Linked DNA regions of Mus musculus: all the other regions are linked to region 1. A link is a contact called in public HiChIP or PLAC-seq and Micro-C data. All regions are on one chromosome and are shown on one strand. Each heading gives the region's core, a stretch centred on a gene start, on an enhancer-like site or on the middle of the called end of the contact. The rest is flanking DNA. Distances are from core to core; before and after follow the strand shown. Region 1 holds the start of Emx1 (empty spiracles homeobox 1). Region 2 holds the start of Exoc6b (exocyst complex component 6B). Region 3 overlaps Sfxn5 (sideroflexin 5). Region 4 overlaps Sfxn5 (sideroflexin 5).

The links. Hi-C and Micro-C count contacts between places; a contact is called where the count stands out from the background. HiChIP or PLAC-seq counts read pairs in DNA pulled down with a chosen protein or histone mark.
Region 2: a contact with region 1 is called in a Micro-C map of embryonic stem cells, with 1.9 times the contacts expected there. The contact joins the promoter of Exoc6b here to the promoter of Emx1 in region 1. A contact is called at or near these places in 2 of 484 Hi-C or Micro-C datasets (both in embryonic stem cells) and 2 of 9 other capture datasets (adipose tissue and pancreatic islet).
Region 3: an H3K27ac HiChIP or PLAC-seq map of embryonic stem cells shows a contact between it and region 1, with 7 read pairs. The contact joins the enhancer-like site here to the promoter of Emx1 in region 1. A contact is called at or near these places in 1 of 484 Hi-C or Micro-C datasets (embryonic stem cells), 6 of 115 datasets of contacts at active chromatin or transcription factors (embryonic forebrain, embryonic stem cells and forebrain) and 2 of 9 other capture datasets (adipose tissue and embryonic stem cells).
Region 4: an H3K4me3 HiChIP or PLAC-seq map of embryonic forebrain shows a contact between it and region 1, with 2.3 times the contacts expected there. The contact joins the enhancer-like site here to the promoter of Emx1 in region 1. A contact is called at or near these places in 4 of 484 Hi-C or Micro-C datasets (cerebral cortex, cortical neurons, embryonic stem cells and 1 more), 4 of 115 datasets of contacts at active chromatin or transcription factors (cardiomyocytes, embryonic forebrain, embryonic stem cells and 1 more) and 4 of 9 other capture datasets (adipose tissue, embryonic stem cells, liver and 1 more).

What each region holds. Positions count from the first base shown.
Region 1 is chr6:85,185,647-85,190,452 of GRCm38.p6, reverse strand. Emx1 (empty spiracles homeobox 1) reads right to left here and starts at 2,522. Exons shown (of 3, transcript NM_010131.2): 1 at 2,090-2,522. The coding sequence starts at 2,510.
Region 2 is chr6:85,067,310-85,072,115 of GRCm38.p6, reverse strand. Exoc6b (exocyst complex component 6B) reads left to right here and starts at 2,603. Exons shown (of 22, transcript NM_177077.2): 1 at 2,603-2,820. The coding sequence starts at 2,711.
Region 3 is chr6:85,290,972-85,295,777 of GRCm38.p6, reverse strand. The region is part of intron 3 of Sfxn5 (sideroflexin 5); the gene reads left to right. Among named protein-coding and RNA genes, the nearest start is that of Sfxn5, 40 kb to the left of the region's middle. Within about 2 kb of position 2,332, at least 58 of the 459 cell types and tissues checked have an H3K27ac peak or open chromatin away from gene starts, as enhancers often do. A contact at or near this core is called in adipose tissue, embryonic forebrain and embryonic stem cells, where this site is marked.
Region 4 is chr6:85,262,728-85,267,533 of GRCm38.p6, reverse strand. All of the region lies in intron 9 of Sfxn5 (sideroflexin 5), which reads left to right. Among named protein-coding and RNA genes, the nearest start is that of Sfxn5, 68 kb to the left of the region's middle. Within about 2 kb of position 2,148, at least 35 of the 459 cell types and tissues checked have an H3K27ac peak or open chromatin away from gene starts, as enhancers often do. A contact at or near this core is called in cortical neurons and embryonic forebrain, where this site is marked.

The sequences.
Region 1 (4,806 bases), core at 1,273-3,772:
AGTGAGCATCGCGGAGACCCGGTTCTCCAGAAAACACGGCGCCGGAGGGCCTGGGACTGCTGGGTTCTTAGCCCGGAGACCCAGTGGAATCTGGAAGAGGCAGCGTCGCCGGTCTGCAGGCTGCAGGGCCATGGCACTTCGGAGTTGGAAAGGGTTGATCAGCACCCATTGGACTTCCGAGTTCGCAAGCGCGGTCACACTCAGATCCTTCCCCGCGTCGAGACGCGGTTCTGGAGAGAAAAAGCCCACCGTTTGTGTAACTCCACAACGTATCCGCTGGGACCGATGGCTCAGAGAGCAGCGGAAATTTCCTGGAGGGTTTTGCGGAGGATATACTGGCCTCGCTTGGCTGAGGATGCTCGGAGCCCGAGAGCTGATCTCTCTCAAAAGGCACATCCAGCCTCGGGCGAGCGGGATCAGCGCGCGGGGCCAGAGGTGTGAAAGGTGGAGAGAAAAACGTGAGATTCCGAGATTCTGGACTAAGGGCCGAAAAAGCCCCATCCAGGAAGCATCTTGAGTGTGCTGAGGCACTGGACTAGGCTAGGAGCCCTTAGCACCCTGTCTTCCAGGGTCCCGGATCCTTCACCAAGGGTTCCAGGTCCCTTGAGCCGTGGGCTCACATCCTGGAATAATCAAAATTCCGCCAGTGGGCGCGAAGCTGAAGATAGAGCCCCCCTCCCCCGGAGGGGGGACGCGGGTAGTTGGCTAAATTAGAATAAAACCTCATTTTAGTAGTAAGCATTGGTGTTAAGTGACGGGAAATGTTACCTAAAGCAGCTAATACCTTAGGCTTTTCCGCTCCCGCCTGCGCACACTTTTTGAGGAGAAAAATATACCCACAAACATAGGCGCCGAAGTAACCACACTATTGGATCCACGGGAATTTCTGTATGTAGTGGCCAGGGAAGAGCGGGGGTCATTGATAAATCGGGCCCTCTCTAAATAGCCTTCTCCAAGTCAGTCAAGCGACTATAGCTAAAGATTCAAGACATTTTTCCTTTTATCATATAAATAATTGTATCACATATCAGATTCTCTTTGGCCGCGTAGCTCTGGCTCAATGTCAGTGTAGCTCCTGGAGCTGCTGTTTTATGAAACGCTAAATTTACCTGTAAATAAAGTCTATATCAAAGTGGGAACTAAGCAATTGCTATAGGAATCAAGGCCAAAATTTTCTTTTAATGAAAGAAAAGAAAACTGCACATCCAAGGAAGAAAATTATCTGCACTGGACACAACTCTCTCTCTCTCTCTCTCTCTCTCTCTCTCTCTCTCTCTCTCTCTCTCTCTTTAGGAAAGTCAGATAACTGGTGTGTGTGTGTGTGTGTGTGTGTGTGTGTGTGTGTGTGTGTGTGTGTTTGTGCGTGTTTAAAGCTTTTGGAGGGGTCTTAATTAGCAAACCAGATGCGGCTGCAGACGGGGTGGGGTAAGACTAGATATGACCTTAAAAGCCCTCCTCTGCCACTACCCCTCTCAAGAGGACTGTCCTGAGCTCTAGCAACCGGGTGGGCTCCTGGAGGAGGTCAGTGGTGAAGAAAGCCGGTTTGTTTTCGCAAGCCTTTTCCACTTTGGGTCGGAGAGGGCACATGTAACTGGGAAAAGTCTGGCCAAGGTTGCTGAGAAACGTCCCAAGAAATCCGAGTGAACGCACCACGCTGCCCTGCTTCTCACAGAGCCAGCGAATGCAGGTGGACTTTCCCCTGCCCCGACGCGCCAAGAGTAGTGGTGACCAAAAGAGCGAAGTATGGTCACAGCTCAGAGCTCTGGCGCGGGAAGGGCAGAGGGCCAGCATTTCAGGGTTGGGACTGGTTTAGTCGGAAAGGAGATTAAGGTTGGCCACTGGAGGGTCTGAAAAAGCTCCTAGGATGCTCTCGGCCTTCTATTCCAATTGGCTTTATTCCTTGAAAAGCGTGGCGGTCCCAACCTCACTTCTTGGGTGGGAGACCAACGCAGCAGACCACAGGCTAATCGCCTGCGCACAGTCCAGGCTGATCCCTAAGCCTTGTCCCCCCACAACTTCTGAACATCCCCGCCGCCGCGCCTAGCCTCCCCCCGCATCCCCGGGTCACGAACACGGCATGGACACTCACCCTGGAAGCGGTGGCCAAAGAAGCGATTCCGAAGCACCCAGGGGTAGAAGTGGAGAGGGTCCCGATGCTGGGCGCTGAAGAAAGAGTGAGGGGGTTGCAGCGAGGAGGAGCCCAGCTGGTGTGCCGGGTGCACCGTCAGAGCCGGGTGGTTCATGGCCTCTGGGAACACCAGCTCCGGCCCTCCATAGAGCGAGCGGCCGGCGCCCGCAGCGGCAGCGGCAGGGAAGCCACTCACGAAGGCCGTCTCGGCCGCACTGGGGTGAGGATAGTTGAGCGCCGTGGGCCTGAGCGGTTCCTCTGATGCGGCCACAGCCAGTGGATGGGAGCCCGCGCCCCCGCTGCCAGGACTCCCGCCGGTGCCACCATCCTTGGCCACCAAGGACTCTATGGTGAAACCCCGCTTAGCCGCGGGCTGGAACATCGTCGCGGCCGCCGAAGCGGAGTGAGGTAGCGGGGCTCTGGGGAACGCTCGGTGCCCCGGCGCTGCCGCCGTGCGGGGTGTGCACCAAGCCTGGCACATGCACTCACGCCCGCACCCTTCACCTCCCCCGCCCGCCCACCCGCCCGCGCTCGGCCCTTGCGGACCAGCCAGGAGCGGGGCGGCGAGGGGCGTGCGAGAGCCCTAACACCGAGTTGGGCCACTGCGCACCGCCTGGAGCGTGGTCCCCGCGGCCCAGCAGGCAGCTCCTCTCAAACGCCCGGGCGCGGGCTGCCTGTGCTACTGAGAGCCGCTTCAGCGGTCCTCCTGGATCTCTCCCTTACTAATCAAGCTGTGACCGACCACCGCCCGTGATCTTTCTAGCTCTGCCGGGCCAGGCCTGGGCTGCAGCTCTGCGAGGAGAGAGTTAGCGGGCACCTGCCCCGCGCTCCCCCATTGGCCACCGCTCACCTGCCCCAAGGTGGGGGGCGGGGCGGGGCGGGGCGATGGATGGCGGGTGGGGGAATACGGTCCCCAGTCGGAGGCAAAAGCCGGACTGGAGCATTGGTGCTTGATCTAGTGTCCTCCTCCTACCCTCCACTCTGCATCTTGATTTTCTGACTTGGTCCTTTAGCCTCCGCCACACTCTGCTCTGAGGGGGACATCTACAAAGCCTGGGCTTGAGGAAATATACCAAACCCTCTTCAAGCACGTACCTCAGTTGAACCCCCTCCCTTCGCCCTGGGATGTCGTTTCAGTTCTTAGAGAACTTGGATACAAGCTTAGGATGGGTGTTTGGGGTCCAGCCTAGATTCTCCAGAGAACCTGGTCTACGTTCGCCTAACCTAAGAGAGCTCTCCCCTCACCCACCATCAGCCTCCGGAGCTGTTTTCTGAAGCTGCGGTTATGTTTCTGAAATTTCACATTTTTATGGATTTGGGGAACAGTGCTTCAAACAGGATATGCATTCTTTTCTCAGGGGCCAGGTTCGCACTGTCCGGGGAGGAGCGACATAACCCATCACTCCGCAGCTCTCCCGCGGCAGTTCGCAAGGGTTCCAATGCAGCGGTTTTGCCAGCCTTCCCCCTCCCTCCCTCGCGCTGCGACCATCTCCCACTGGACCACGGGGCTTAAGCTCAGAGTGATTTCCTTTCCTTGGGCGTCAGTATTGGACGACAAGGCCAAAATGGGGTCTTTGGGTCACTGCATTCTAAATTGGAGCTGGCCTTGCTGTTCGCGTGGTTCTCCAGAGGACAGGCCAGTGGTCCTTGGGGGGAGGGGAGTGGCATCCTAGCTTCTTGGACGTGTGACCTGCGACCTGCGACCGCGGGCCAGTGTCCCAATCTGCTCAAGTTAGTTTCCAATGCAGGCACTAAGTCCGGAGGGCAAGAAGGCGGTTGACCATTAGAACCTGTACTCTGTAATCTATCTACCCCAACCTTCCAGGGTACTGTGGCCTAAGGGGTCTCTTGGTTAGGAGGTCCAGACCCAGTCAGTCCTTGGTCGCATATGGCGGGAGAGGAGGAGGGCGAAGATAATTTTCCTTTTTTGACGCTGCCCTGGTGAGTCCAACTGGCCACAGCAAAACCCAAACGCTTACCTCCTAGCTGGGCCTCCAGAACCCCGAAGGGCAGTGGGGTCTACACCCCCTACAACTATGGGGACTCCAGGCCAGGTCTTGCAGCGGCCCGCCGAAATGCCCGGAGCCTTGGTCTGGAGAAGCGCTCGGGGCGCCCTCGCTGCTACAAAGCGGGTTAAAGTCTATTTTCCACTCCACTGCTCCGAAAAGCCCCCGCAAGCCTGTACCATTCCGACCCCCGTGGGCGAGATGGGGAGGAGGCGGCGAGAGGGGGCTGAAAGAGGACCGCACCTTGCAGCCCTTCCCGTCCTGGGTGACCCAGGACCAGATACTTGGGTTTCCCACTCTTTACCAGATTCGCGCTACTCACCCTGTCTCACCCTGCCTTCTCCGGATCTCTGCAACTTCTTATGATGCTTTGCCAACTCCCCCAACCCGATACCTGACTCAGATCGTCCCTTTTCAACTCCTGCTTCCTCTGTCCACATAAGGATCAATCTTTCCCTCTTTTCCTTTGCCACATACTGGATGGCAGGGCGGGGTGGGGGTGTTGATCACTAAAGTGGCAGAGGTGGGCATCAGAAGAAGGTCTCCTTGGAGCAAGGTCTGGGCAGAAACGGAGTTTCCATTGAGTAAAACTGTCTAGGCTTAAGCTCTGGGGACAACCAAGTGTTGGGCTCTATGGGGGAGACAGAACAGGCCCCCTTTCTGGTCTGTGTG
Region 2 (4,806 bases), core at 1,354-3,853, 120 kb after region 1:
CACACGCAAATAAAAAATACATTGCATTCTGGGGAGTTTATGAAATGCAAGTGACTGAATCAGTTTCTAGAGGTAAGCTCTCCAGTCTGTATTTAAAAATCAGAAATGTGTTTCTAGGTGCTTTTGATACATGGTCTGTTATATTAGTGGAACTTTAGGATAAAGCACAAATGCATTCACTCTGTGGCACAATTTTTCTCTAAGGTATATTACTGGCCTCATTTCCTTCCTCCTTTTCTTTTCTTTTCTTTTCTTTTCTTTTCTTTTCTTTTCTTTTCTTTTCTTTTCTTTTCTTTTCTTTTCTTTCTTCAGTAGGGTCTCACTCTACAGTCCAGGCTGGCATGGAACTCACCATGGAGTACACTAGTGTGTACTCCAACTCACAGTGATCCTCCTGTCTCACTCCTCCACTGGTGTTGAGATCTGCCTGGCTCTGCCTCCGGTGTGCTGGGATTAATGACATCTGGCTACTAAGGATGCTTGTAAAAGCTACAAGGCATCATATTTTTCATTCACCCCCAACTACACTTGATACAAATGCATGTATACATAGGAATATACAGCTTAAATGAAGTTAAGCCACTTGGGCTGACAATGTTCCCTTTAAGAGCCATAAACTACCTAATAAAAAAAAATCCAGTACTCGATACAAGAAGCCACCTTTTGAATTGTTGGTCAGGGTAGCCCAAGAGATTCCTGAAACAATACAGGCTATTGCCATTGCCCCTGGTTGCCAGAGGTTGAGGCTAAGTCTCTATTGCTGAAGACACTGTGCAGTTTGAACATAGGACCTAGAGCTGGATCTGCCCTGAAAACCTCTTCCCTGAGGACTAACTTTCATAGAACTAGAAGGTGCTATTCCAAGTACTAGTAGAGGGAGACAACCAACAGTCCTAAGAACTACAGCAACTACCAGCATAGTCAGAGATCCCCAAAGGCACAATAATGGCCATCATACTTTGGTTGTAACCAGAAGATGTCTAATTGCATTTAAAGCCCACTTGGCATGGGGGAAATCATTCCTGGTATTGGAAGCCTAGTAAACTAGCTGGGGCTAGTGTGGTTATGGATCTTAGAGGGGAACCTACTACTGCTACTGTAGTAAACCAGTATAATTGCTAATAGCATTCTAAATAACCTTATAACCACAGTTTAGGTGTGGCTCCCAACCTCACCAAAGAAGTTTCTTGCAACAGACAGTGACCATTCCAGAAAACCACAAACAGTCAGAATACAGAGAAGAACGACCATGGAGTTCTCAGTCCCAATGGTTACATCTACAACACAACTCCTGCACCCAAGACTCAGGAAACATTTCTGAAGAGAGGGTCAGAAAGATTTCAAAGCCAGAGGATCAGGAAATGTGCTGTGAGATTGTGTTTCCTAAAAACTACAGGGAAGATTCACCTATGAACTACAGGCAAGTAAAGGAGAGAGAGAGAGAGAAAGAGAGTCTTTCTCTATGGGAGCCCTCTATGCTGGTTATCCAATGCCAAGTGGCCAGCCTTGAAATCACATATATGCAACACTGAACAACTCAGTAGCTTGTAACTGTATATTTATGTGTAGACACACATCCACATCTTCACACACAATTAGAGAAGAGAAGGCCAGGATTTTGGGGTGGGAGGTGAGGGGTGCATAGGTAGACTGGAAGGAAGAAAAAGGAATGTAGAAAAACGATGTAATTTTATTTTAATAATAAAAAAAGGCCAAATGTGGTGGTAGATGTCTTTAAATACAGAACTTTGGAGGGCTGAGGCAGGTAGGTATCTGTGAGTTCAGGGCCAATCTTATCTACATAATGAATTTCAATTCTATCTAGGACTACATAATGGGACCTTTTCTCAAGAGAAAAAAAGAAAAGAAAAGAAAGCTGGTTGTGGTGGGTCTTGCTCATAGGAAATGATTAAGAGGTGGAGGCAGAAACAGCCAGTACTGAAAACATACATTCAAGTTACATTATACAAACTGAACATATTTAGGTATATATTTATATGCATATATGCATACAATAACAGTGAATAGAGGGGCCATGAATTTGAAGAGGAGTGGGGAAGGGGTATGTAGGAGGCTTTGAAGGGAGGAAAGGGAAAGGAGAAATCTTATAATTATATTATAATCTAAAAAAAAAAAAAAAAGAAGAAGAAGAAGTGGAAACAGGATGATCATGAGTGCAAGGCCAGCCTGGGCTTCATATTAGGGGCTGGAGAGAAGACTCAGCTGATAAACACTGAACACTGTGGTTCTTCCCTGCACCTACTAGTGACATCACAACCATCTGTAACTCCAGTCCCAGGTGATCTGACACCTTCTGCTGATTTCCTTGGGTACCATGCATACATGTAGTGCACAGATATACATACAAGCAAAATACACATAAACGATTTTAAAAAAATGTGCTGGGTTAGTACCACTGCCTGATTTGATGTCACTGTATACATGTGTCGTAAAGCTCTGCATCTATATCAAAGTAGAGGCAATTTGCGCAGATTCAGTGTGTGTGAATGGGCAGAATCCAGTTCAGCCTGACCCAGAGAACTACGAATCCCAGTGGGCTGCGCGCGACGCTCGCGGCCCGGCTGACGCCAGGGGGCGTGGCATCCGAGGGCGGGGTCGCGCTGCGGGGTGCTGGCCCAGCGGCCGCAGATCCTGGGCAGAGGGATCGTGGGGTACTCGCTGAGAGAGGGCCGCGCGGCAGCGCCCTGCGATGGAGCGGGCGAAGATGGCGGAGGAGAGCCTGGAGACGGCGGCGGAGCACGAGCGGATCCTGAGGGAGATCGAGAGCACAGACACGGCCTGCATCGGGCCCACGCTCAGGTACTGGGGCGGGGCCGGGTCGGCTGGAGCAGGCGGAGCGCGGCGGCTGGCTGTGGGGAGAGTCGCGGGTGTCCCGCGTCCTGGGCGAGGCCCTGCTGGGGAGCTACTCTGAGGAGAAAGGGTGAGGCGCGGCTCTACTGGGCCGCCGCTCCCTTTGGTTAGCTGCTCTTCAGTCAGGAGCAAGCGCCGGCTCTGCGCGCTGTGGAACTGCCCATCACAGGTCCTCCGAGAGCGTCCCGGTTTTCTCGGTCCTGGAGGAAGTGTCCTCCCACCTTCCCTCGCCTGAGAGCCCAGTTCGTGAGGACGACCCAGTCCAGGTGTAGTCTCAGGACCTTGCCACTACCTGGACATGCTCTGTGCTCCCTCCCCTGACACCTTCTCCGAGAGCTTCCACCTGCATTGCCCGTGGAGATGTCAGGACGTACCCGGCCTTTCTCGGCTTACTTACCTTGCACTTGTTACACAGAGCGTGAGGCATTGTGTGAGTTAATGTGCAAACACATCTATGGAAGCCGTTGAGCAATCCTACCGCTGGGGTACAGTTACCGTTCCCTCTGTATCAGACGAGATGCCTGGAAGAGGAGTGACTTATCCAAGGTCGCAGAGGAAGGGAAATGGGTTTCTTGTTCCCAGCTCAGACACTGCACTGAACACCCTGCCTTTCCGTCTTTTTAATTTTTTTGTGGTGTTGTGGATGGAACACAATGTCTTGCAGTGTGCCAGGCAAGCCCTCTTCAGCTGAACTGTGCACAGCCCACAGATTCTTCGCTACTTTTGTTCTGCCTTAGTTGCGGATTGCCATCTGCTGTACTTCCTGTTGAAAATTATTCAGCAAGCCCAATTTTGAACACCCCCCCCCTCAGTTTCCTGGTGTCCTAGAACTAGTTCCTTCCAATCCTTTCCTGTAGTACTTTCTGGTCTCTGTTCAGTACATGAGTTGAAAATCATCTTTACCCCTCCTTGTACAATATATATCAATGCGCCTCCCTCCATAGAGCATCACTAATCAGTGTTGGCATTTTCATGGGGAGAGTTGTCCCTGTCACGAGTGACCAAGACTGGGACTTTTACTTTTAGCTTCACTTGCACAGCATTCTTCTCCAGGCTCCATTTTTGGTGCCAAGCAAGTTTTCTCAGTGTCATTCCTGGAAATAACTGTCCTTAATAGTTTGTCTTTCCTCCCCTCTGCCCACCCCCACAACCCAGAGCCTTGGAATGCCACACAATGCTCTTCCACTGAATTGAACCCCATCTTTCCCCCTGCCCCAGGTGATTTTTAACTCCCGTTTCTTATTGTGCCAGTTCTTTCACAGAGTTGATTCCTTTTCCTCTGAATCAACATCATGACCATGATCTTGGTCGTGCTCCTCTCCTTTACTGTTTTCTTGTGGGAAAGGCCAGTGATTTACATTTCGTCGTAGTCCTTTCTAAAAGCCCAGTTGTCACTCACTAATATTCTCCTACATATGTTATTAGTGGCTATTACTATTTGGCTTTCAGTAACTAAAGTGATAGTAGAGTGACTGAAAATGTTATGTTAAGAAATTTGTCTGTTAAGTTGAGGGTTTAGAATCACCAGAATTTTAGGAAGAATTTCTTATCAGGACATGCTGTCTTGAGTTGCTTGTGGTTTCTGATTGCTGTTGTTTTATGTAATAAATAACTTTAATTTAGATTACTGTGATTTAGTGTGTTAACCCTCAGTGAAATAGTAGTACATTTTGTCTTTTATTTCTAGCATGGATATGTAGTTTCCCTTATTCCAGGCTGTCTTCATACTTGCTCTCTAGCTGAGGGTACCCTTGAACTTCTGATCTTCATCATACTTCCTAAGAGCTGGGATTATAGTTTAGCCTCATCAAGCTTAGTTTTATCACAGTCATGCTAGTGACTGAACAGGCTCGCTGCTGCCTGTCAGGTGAGCATTCGACCAACTGAGCTCTATGTCCAGCACCAGTAGTGTGTATTTGTATAAACTGAATTTTG
Region 3 (4,806 bases), core at 1,083-3,582, 110 kb before region 1:
CCACCACTGAGCTGGGCCTCTTGGGACCTCCCAGAGTTTGAGGATAGAGGCCACATTATTCTCTTCGCTCCCTCAGAGATCTGAGAGTTGCTGTCCTGCTTTTCAGCTTTGATTGCTGTCCCCAAAGCCCCTACAGGCCTCCTGGGAGTGGGGGAAGGGCTTGGAGCTTGGCATTTAGCTGTTTCCTGTGCTGCTGAGTTCTGGCTGGCAGTGGCAGAGCCTGGTGGGTCCATCTGGTGGCTAGGTGGCATAGTACTCTAGGTGTGAGCCTGTCACTCTGGTCCCCTGGAGCAGCGTCTCCCCCTCTGCCGAGCCTGAGGAATTGGACTATGTGTGGTGGCTGTCACAGTGCCGCCCTTCCTTGGGCCGCAGTCATCAATGTCACATATGCTTGGCCTTCACAGACAGTGGATAGAGAGGACAGAGATGGCATATTGGCTTTACCACAGCTGTGTGAAATTCAGGAGCTCCCCAGGTCCTAACTCAGGGCTGGCCCTGCTCACGCATCATGTCTGGGGCATCTGAAGAGGCCCACAGACTCTTGGACCTTGAGTGCACAGTAGTTTTGGTCTCTGCACCGGTGCTCTGTCCACTCTATGGTCCTTTGGCAGGTGTGCGGACCAAAACCCAGAAGCTGGTGCTGATCACTGCAGCCGTCGCTGATATCACAAGCCACCTGGATATCCTGTGTGTGCCCTTAGTTATCTAAGCCATCCGAGGTCGTGTGTCCTGTGGCCTTGCTTGCTCTTCTGTTCATGGATAGATGATAGCTTCTCCACAGAGGGTTGCCTTCTTAAATGGCTGCCACACCAATGAATGGCGTGTGGCCTGCAGGAGCTCTACAGTCTAGCATCTCTCTCATCTTGGACGGTCAGTCTCCACCCTCAGCAGCTATAGTCTGCTTCGATAGCCTTGGAAAACACCTTCCAGAATCTTCCAAGTTTCTGCTTTCCCAGATATGTGACTTTTTGTCTACCTTCGGGGTCTCATCATCTCCTCTCCCTTCTGGAAGGAATGCTTTTGTTTGGAGAAAGCTGCTGGACCTCAAGTCTCATGTGTTCCAGGCTGGCTTCCAAATCACTATGAAGCTGAGGATGACTTTGAACTCTTGACCCTCCTGCCTCCACCTCCAGAGTGCTGGGATTATAGGCCTGGCTTCTGTGATGCTGACGTGCAACCCAGGATTTCAGACCTGCTAAAACAGCGATCTACCAACTGAACTACCTAATTGCTTTGCATTGAGGTATCGTTAGTACTTAATACAAAGTAGGTGCTTAATAAACATTTGTTCACTAAGTGAATTCTTTTATAATAGGCTTGAAAGCAAATATCCCTATCTTCATACTACAAAAGAGATATTGGAGGCTCAGAAAGACTAAGTGAAGAATCTCCCTTCTCCTAGTGAACTAATGGGGGATTTGAAATCAAACCTGGGCTCCTCTGCGGGGCCTGACCTCTACCTAGAGAGAAGTTTCTTGCATAATGAAGCCACAGCTGCTGACACAGTACCACAGAAGCAGGCAGGACATCCCTCTTCTTTCCTGTGTCTGTAGAATTGGGGGCTCCCTGCACCCCACATAGGCTTGTATAGGTACATGGTACCTGGAGTTACCATGGCAACACAATTAATGGTGCGCTATAACGCAATAGGCTCAACTGATCAATTAGGAAGTTTTTTGTTTGTTGAATGGAGGCGTCCTTCCCGTACAGAAGGGTCCCCTTCAGGCTCTGTTTAATTACCTTCTGGAGGTTGTTTTAAATAGGCTCTGTCTTTGCTGCCTTAGGAGGTTTAAAGAAGCAGCTTGCTAGGAGACAGAGGGGAAGTGAGTGAGCCAGACTGGGGGTGGGGCTGTTGTTCTCCCTCGGGGTGCTGGGGTGTGTCCTGCCTCCTAGCCCCACGTGGGACCCCAGCCTGCCCCTCCCTTAGTCTCCGTGGAGGCAGGTTCAGCTGAGACAATGGCCACCTCTTAAATCAGTGAAATCTGTGTGTTCTAGCAGTTACCCAGATGGCTTCCCCACACTGCCCTTTGTCCCCATTCTCCAAGTGAGCCAAACAGAGTCTCAGCTCTCAGATCCATTACTAAAGCCAGTCATTCCCACCGGGTCAGGGCTGCACAGCTCCGTGTTCAGCCAGAAGTGCCCTGGATGTTGGGCTGAGGACAAAGAAGGTCAGCTCTCAACCTGGGGCTGCAGCTCAGAGTGGAGGTGCCTCTGTGTGCTTCTGTGAGGATGCCAGGGATCCTGGCCTGCACTCTCCATATGGTGGCTAGCCACTGTGGCTCAGCTGGCCTTCCATGCATGGTTGTAGGTCCCAGGGTGACTCTCGGTGACCTGCTTGCACAAGTGGCTTGTGGAACTTGAACTTTTTCACTGTGGGCAGTACTTGCTGCCTTTTCTGAACCCAACAGTTAACTCGTTGGTCCAGCAGGTCACGGGGCAACGCTCAGCCAGACACTGGAACCTCAGTGCCTCGAACCTCTTCCTTTCTGAGTTGGGCCTGGTCTGGTAGACTTGGCAGGAAGGGAGCATGGGCTCCACCTCCTTATTGTTATTTGAGACAGGATTTCTTGTAGCCCAGGATAGCCTCAAATTCACTGTGTAGCTGGGAGTGGCTTGAACATATGATCTTTTCTCCTCTAGCTCCTGAGTTTAGGATGATGTAAGCATGTGCCGCCATGCTCTACTCTGGTTAATTTTTTTGAGGCAGTTTCTCTCCCTGCAGCCCAGGCCGGGCTGGCACTTGCTGTACGGCGTAGGTTGTCCTGGGATTCATGCTTCTCCTGTCTCAGCCTCCGAAGGCTGGGGCTACAGGTGTGCTTTAACATAAAGGGAAAAAAAAGTAAGAGTCAAAGGTGCGTGGGAATTTAACCAGGACAAGGAAAGATGGTGGCTGCCCCAGGGCCAAAGGGCCAGCCCCTGTGTAACGGTCACATGGCTTCCAGTAGAGATAAAGTACCCGATGAGAAGGGGAGAAATGTGTGTTTGGCTGGCTCTGCTCTCCCTTGGTGGTGTCCTGTTAGCATCAGCAAGGCTGTGGTGCAGCCCCCGCCTGATCCTGACACAGGAAGAAACAGAAGGTACAAGGGTAGGGAATGGCTGTGCAGGTCACTTGTCGCCTGCCACAGGAGCTCAGTCACACAGACCCTTGCGCTCAGCCACCACCAGTTGCTGCCCTCTAGCTATGGGGATCTTGCTGGGACATTTCATCCTCCACACACCAAGGGGCTAATGGAGGACCTGGATGCTGTGCATTCATCCTGTTACAAACCAAAACACAAAAACAAAAACTCTTTTTTTTTTTTCTTTTTGAGACAGGTTCTCATTATTCACTATGATGCCCTAGCTGTCCTAGAACTCATTATGAACAGGCTGGCCACAAACACACAGAGATCCACCTGCCTCTACCTCCTGAGTGCTGGGATTAAAGGTGTGTGCCACTAAGCCCAGCTCATCAAACGTTTTAAGTACGCAGTGTGGTTGCCTTTATTATATTAATCAACCAGTAGATTAAACTATAGTGGTGGTTCTCCACCTGTGGATGGATACCCCTTTGGGGATCAGATGACCCTTTTACAGGGGGCACATGTCAGATATTTCCATTATAATTCAAAACAGTAATTCAAAATTATATTATTGAAGTAGCAATGAAATGATTTTATGGTTGGGGCTCACCACAACACGAGAAACTGTATTTAAGGGTTGTAGCTTAAGGAAGGTTGAGAACCACTGATCTACAGTGTGTGTCCAGGGTCTTGAGCATGCTGCGAAAGTGTTGTTGCTCTTTACAGCCAGCCCTGCCTTACACGTGCGTGTGTGTGCACACACACACACAATTATTTTTGAAATGGCAATATGTGAACAAGAAACAGTATTCTAGAAGCATAAAAATAGCAAAGTTTTTGGGAGAAGGCTCATTCAGTGAAGTGCTTGCCACGCAATCTGAGTTCGATCCCTGGCAGCCGTGTGCAAGCCGGGCATAGAGGGTGGCATGCATCTCGGTTCCCTGCGTTGGGGATGGAGAGATAAGAGCGTCCTTCCATCCCACTGGACAGCCAGTCTAGCTGAGTATGACTCAGGTAAGTCACTAAGGTATGAAGTGTTTGCACACACTGAGATTGACCCCTGGCCTCCTGTGAGCAGAAGCGTTGTTTGGGGACATAGCTCAGTTGGAATGTAACTTCTATGCAGGAAGCACTGCATAAAAAAAAATGTGATTGGCATTCAGGAGGGGGAGCCGAGAGGGTCAGGATTACAAGGCCGTCCTCGGCTCTGTGGAGAGTTTGAGAGCAGCCTGGGATACTTAAGACTCTGTCTTGCAAAGCAAAACAAAGCTTGGGGTAGGGATAGTGACTCGCAGTTAACAGTACCCCCGGCTCCTACAGAGGATCAGAGTTTGATTCTCAGCACTTATTACTGGGAAGCGCACAGTGGCTTATAACAGCAGTACCAAGGGAGCTGGCGCCCTCTTCTGGCCACTGTAGAGACCTGCACACATGTGCACAACACAAAACCCCCTGCAAATGTATACGTAGTATACCCATAAATAAAAATAAAGAAAATCTTTTTTTTTTAAGAAGGAAGGTTGAAAGAAAAAGATTAAGAAAAAAGGAAGAAATGGGAAAAGGGAGAAAGGCAGGCAATTTGGTAGCCAGCTTCCCTTCCAGGAAGTGGTAGAGCTCGTCTGTCCCCTCCCCTTTTTCTTGCAGCACCCTGTGTCTCTCTCTGAAGATACTGCAAGGATTTCAAAATTCTCTTTAGTTCCTGATTTGTCCTGCTCCCTCCAAATTCTTCCAGCCTCTGTGTGTA
Region 4 (4,806 bases), core at 899-3,398, 77 kb before region 1:
AATTTCCTCTCCCTGACTGATCTGGGGTCCTTGGACAGAAACCATCTGCAGCCTGATGTCCCATGAGTAAAGACTGTGCGTGTGTGGTTTTCTTGGTCTTGGCTCTTAGAAAAGGCTGTTGGCTTCCAGTGAACTGGGGATGGAACCGACCCTATGCAGTCTCTTCAGGCTGGGTTGGAGGGTCACTCCTTTCTAAGTCTCCCTGGAAGGCTTAGAAAGCTCTTTAAGTTGAGCCTTTGTTGGAATTTGTTACAGGAATTTGGAAGTTGCCTGAATAAAAGTGGGACTGATGTTTCTCAGGTGGGGGCAGCAAGCAGGCCGCAGAGAGGGTGTGGACTCCGGCCAGGGTAAAAAAATGAAGCCTTGGAGCCCTTGGCTAATGTCAGTCCTTGAATGTATGGCACTTTCTGGATCTCCGATGGAGGGGCTTCCTACAACAACCCGCTGAGGGCAAAGTGGCTTTCCCAACTGCCATCTCTGTCATGAGTAACACAACAAATGCTTGAATTGTTAGGAAAAGGAGGAGCAGACATCAGGGCTGGGAATGCAGCTCAGCTGGCGGAGGGCTTGTCTGGCACACACAGAGCTCTGGTTTTAGTCCCCTGCACCACATAAAATAAGCCATGGTGGTCCAGACCTGCACCCGCACTTATGGTGGAGGCAGGAGGATCAGAAGCTCAAAGTTATCCTCAGGCATATAGTGAGCTTGAGTCCAGCCTGGGCGACGTGGGACCCTGTCTTAACAAACACGGTGGCCTGATAGTCAAAAGCACTGGCTGCTCTCCCAGAGGACCTGGGTTTGATTCCCAGTGCCCATGTGGTGGCTCACAATTATCTGTAACCCCCAGTTCCAGGGGATCTGACTCTCTAGCCTCTGCAGGTGCTGCACATACATAGTACACATACATACAGGCAACACACACACACACACACACACACACACACACACACACACACATGCACACACACACCATTTTTTTAGAAAAATTGAAAAAAAAAGAAAACATAACAGTGAAATAATTCACATGTACAAATCTTTTGATAACACCCCTTCCCTTATCTTTTCCATCACTAACTGCAACTGTACACACTGTGTGATAGGAAGCCATTCATCCTACCCAGTCATTGCCATGGCTGTGGTTCTAAAGCAGAGCTTTGGGGCTGTCCTCACACAGCTCCTTTTATTTTACTCCCACGTAGACCAAGCCACCTCCAAGTGAAAGTGGGGCATCCCTTTTTGTGCCTGGTATCTTATTCGTTCCCTGAATGCCTTGCTGCCAGTTAGAAGCCATATGCAGCCAGACCTGTGTAGACGGCTCACTGTGGAGAAACTGCCAATCTGTCCGGTAGACTTGCAACCCCCAATGGAACTTGGTTTGAGAGTCAGATAAATCGGGGCAGCTTGGCTCTGCTGGTCTGAGGCCTGAGCTCCCGGGAGGGGAGAGGGCTCCCTCCCCACCCTCTTGCTCTGTAATGCAAGAGGAGTTTAGAGCCTCCCTGGCTCAGGTGCATCAACAGCCTTTCCCTTCCTAGAGATGCTCTGATGAAGCAGAAGGACCTGGGAGGAGGGCGCAACACAGGGAAGGGCTTGAGTGGAAAGGTCCTCGCCCTGGTACCTTCCCACTGAGCATGTGGCTCAGGAATTCAACTTAGGGAAACTCTGACCTCTCTGAGTTCCTTAGGATCCTTCCAGTGGTTCCTTAGGATCCTTCCAGTGGTGGGGTCCCATTCATTCCATCCCAACACTTTCCAGGTCTGTACTTTACTCAGACTGCTTGGTGGAGGAACACAGACGCCAGCAGTTACTCGGAACTTGGGGCTTGCACCGTGGAGACACCCTCTGCTTCCTCTTTGCTTAGTTCCAGATTCCCCCTCACCCCCAGGAGATTTTCCTTGACCCAAGTCCCAGAAAATTCTCCTTCTTCCCACTCTCAGTCACACCCTGTCCTCTCATTGTCCCCATTTGGATTACGAGTTAGCTAGGGACAGGCATCTGTCTCATACCCCACAGAGGGAACCATAGAGCCCTGTGCCATAAATACCTATTAATTAGGCTGCTGATTGATCGCTGGCCTTGAGAGGCCCCTCCTCTCCTCTCCGGGAGCCTGAGCCCAGCAGTGTCGTGCCCCTCTGCCTGACGACTTCATACAGCGAGGGGCTCACTCGGGCAGATGGAGTGGAGTTCCTGACTTGGAAAATCGGCAGCTTGCTTTCTTTTCTTTTGTGTGTATAAATCACAAAACTGCCAAAGACAGAGGCTTGATTTTATTTTCCTCTCCCTTGTTCTCTGGAACCCCAGGCCCTGCGGCCTCATTAACTGATTTCGGCTTCAATTAGAGACAAATCCCCTCCCAGGGCGAGCCTGTTAGGAGCAGATGACCTGCAAACAAGTGTCACGGCCCCAGTGGTTGGCCCAGTTCTGGCATTAATTAAAACGAGTCCCTACAAGCAGGTGGCTGGATGGCGCCTGATGGGCTGAGAGCCGGTCCCAGAGACGAAGCTGAGCTGAGGTGCAGCCTCCTCTGTGGGGTCTGCAGAGCCCCAGCTCTCTTTCAGAAGAACCCTTGCTTGGCCTTGGCCACCAGCACCCCCTCACCAATCAGGCATTCCCCCAAATGAAGCCTCATGCTGGGCCCAGGATTGTTGGGGTGAGAAGCCTCTCTGGGGCCCCCCTAAATAGATTTGGCAATGCCTGGGGCTCTTGCTTTAGAATAAAAAAGAAATCCCGTCTTAAGTTATTTTTGAAAACCTAACAGTTTGCTGTCTTTTAACAAAGGAAACCTCTCTCTGTCTTCTTTGTGTTTTTGTTCTGGAGTTTGTGTGGAAGCTTCTGGACTGGCCACCATGATCTCTGTGAAGGGAGAGATCAAGCAGGCTCCTGACTCCTGCTGCAAGGTCTGTGATGGGCCGGACACTCTGCAGGAGCCTGGGCTGTAGCCTGATAGAGCTTTTAGGATGCCAGGAGAGTGAGTGGCGAGCCTTGAGGCAGTCAGAGCCATGGTGGTGCTGCCCCTGAGGTGTCACAGTCAGTCACAGGGCTGACACATTGGACAGATGGAGAAAGCCAACAGAAGGCAGGGCTGGATGTCCCAGAGAGAGGGCACAGCAGATACAGCGGCATGCAGAAAGATGGGAATAGATACTAGACACTCAGAAGTGTGTCTGCCATGTAGAGAGTAATGCTGATTGTAACAAATGGTAGTGGATAGCAGCAGTCATCAGGGGCCAGGAATACCACACCAGGAATCCCAGACTGGCCACTGCAGGGTCTTAGGCAGAAATCAGAGAAGACAGAGGCAATCCACTGACCACTTGTTCCTGGGTGGTGATGGACCTGGGCTTGGGGAGGAGGGCTCAGGGCTGATATCTTGTGTGACCTGTCAGGGGTAGGTTGGTGGAGCCTGATGATAGAGCTACTTCCATGTCCTGTCCCTGATTGAGTCTTTCCTCTTCAGCTAAGCCTTAGCTGCAGTGGCTTTTCCTTCAAGAACAATGCAGACCTCCTTTCCCCGAGAGGTCCTTTCTGTGTTGGCTGCAGTGTTTGTCTGCAGGGAGAGGCCTGGGAAACCTTCTGGTTCTCATTGCTTGCTGGCAACTCTACATGCCTCTGATGGTCAGATTAGTAATCAGCCACTCAGGTAGTAACAATGGCCAGTTCTTACAAAGCACTGGCACTATGCTGGTTCAGTTCCATTTTACAGTTGGGGAAACTGAGCACAGACTGGAGCCAAGAGCCCCGAGCCTGTGTACTGCAGCCCAGGCTTATTCACAGGTTTGCTGAGATGGGAAAAACTAAGCAGCGCTTTAGCTTCTAGGTGGGAGAAAATGTTACTGTTCCCTTGGTAGGCAGGTCCCCCCACAAGCACCCCGAGAACAGTGGATATTAGTGGTAGCTCTTAGATCTACCATCGACCTTCATACTTGGTTTCTGGACCTCTGTCTTCTGGCTACCATTAAGTCAGTATCGTGATCCGGAGCATACCCTGCCTCCTGTAAGACAAGATCTGGCTGGCTGGCTGTGCAGCAAGGGCATAGCCAGGCCCTCTGTTCTCCTCAGGGTTCCCAGGATAGCTGGGGCACAGTGGCACCCACGAATCCTGGTCCAGGCGGTCGGTCGCCAGGCTGCTTTCCTATCAAATGACTTCTGGGTTGGAGGAGCCATGGCAGAGACCCAGTAGCTGAATCTGAAGTGTACCAGAAGCCTGCAGATGGTGCTGCAGTGGCCAGTCAGACCTGGGCAGCAGCCCTGAATCCATTCTTGGGAGGAAGAGGGCCTAATGTTCCTGGCAGCCAGCACAGTGGTCCCTATCAAACAGGCATTAGGCCTGACCCCTGGCCTAGCAGATAAGCCCCTCAGTCTCAGCTGGAGGTGACAGGAGTGACACCTGTTGACTAACTAGCCCATTCACCTTTGCTCTTTTGCCCCTGAGCTCATTGCCAAGCAACAGGCTGGCTGAGGCCAGAAGACATTTAACCTTCACTTGGTAGCCAGGTTTAGTTTACAAAGCTGTGCCCTCTGGTGGGTATTTGTGGTACTTCAGTGACTTCCTGACCCACCCTTTGCCTTCTGGGACCCACACAAATGCAGGATCATTTGGGCACATTATTGTCCAGTCACCCAAGAGAAGTCTAAGGTCTGGTCTCAAGCCATCTCTCCTGCCAGTATCCATTGTTCTTTAGGGCCACTTAGACTCCACTGGCAGGTGCTGCAGAGTTCACAGAACCTTGCAAACAACCCAGTGTTACATGGTTGTGTCTCTGCAGAGCCCTCTTCCCTTCTCCCCCGCCCCTTCTTACCCAGCTACC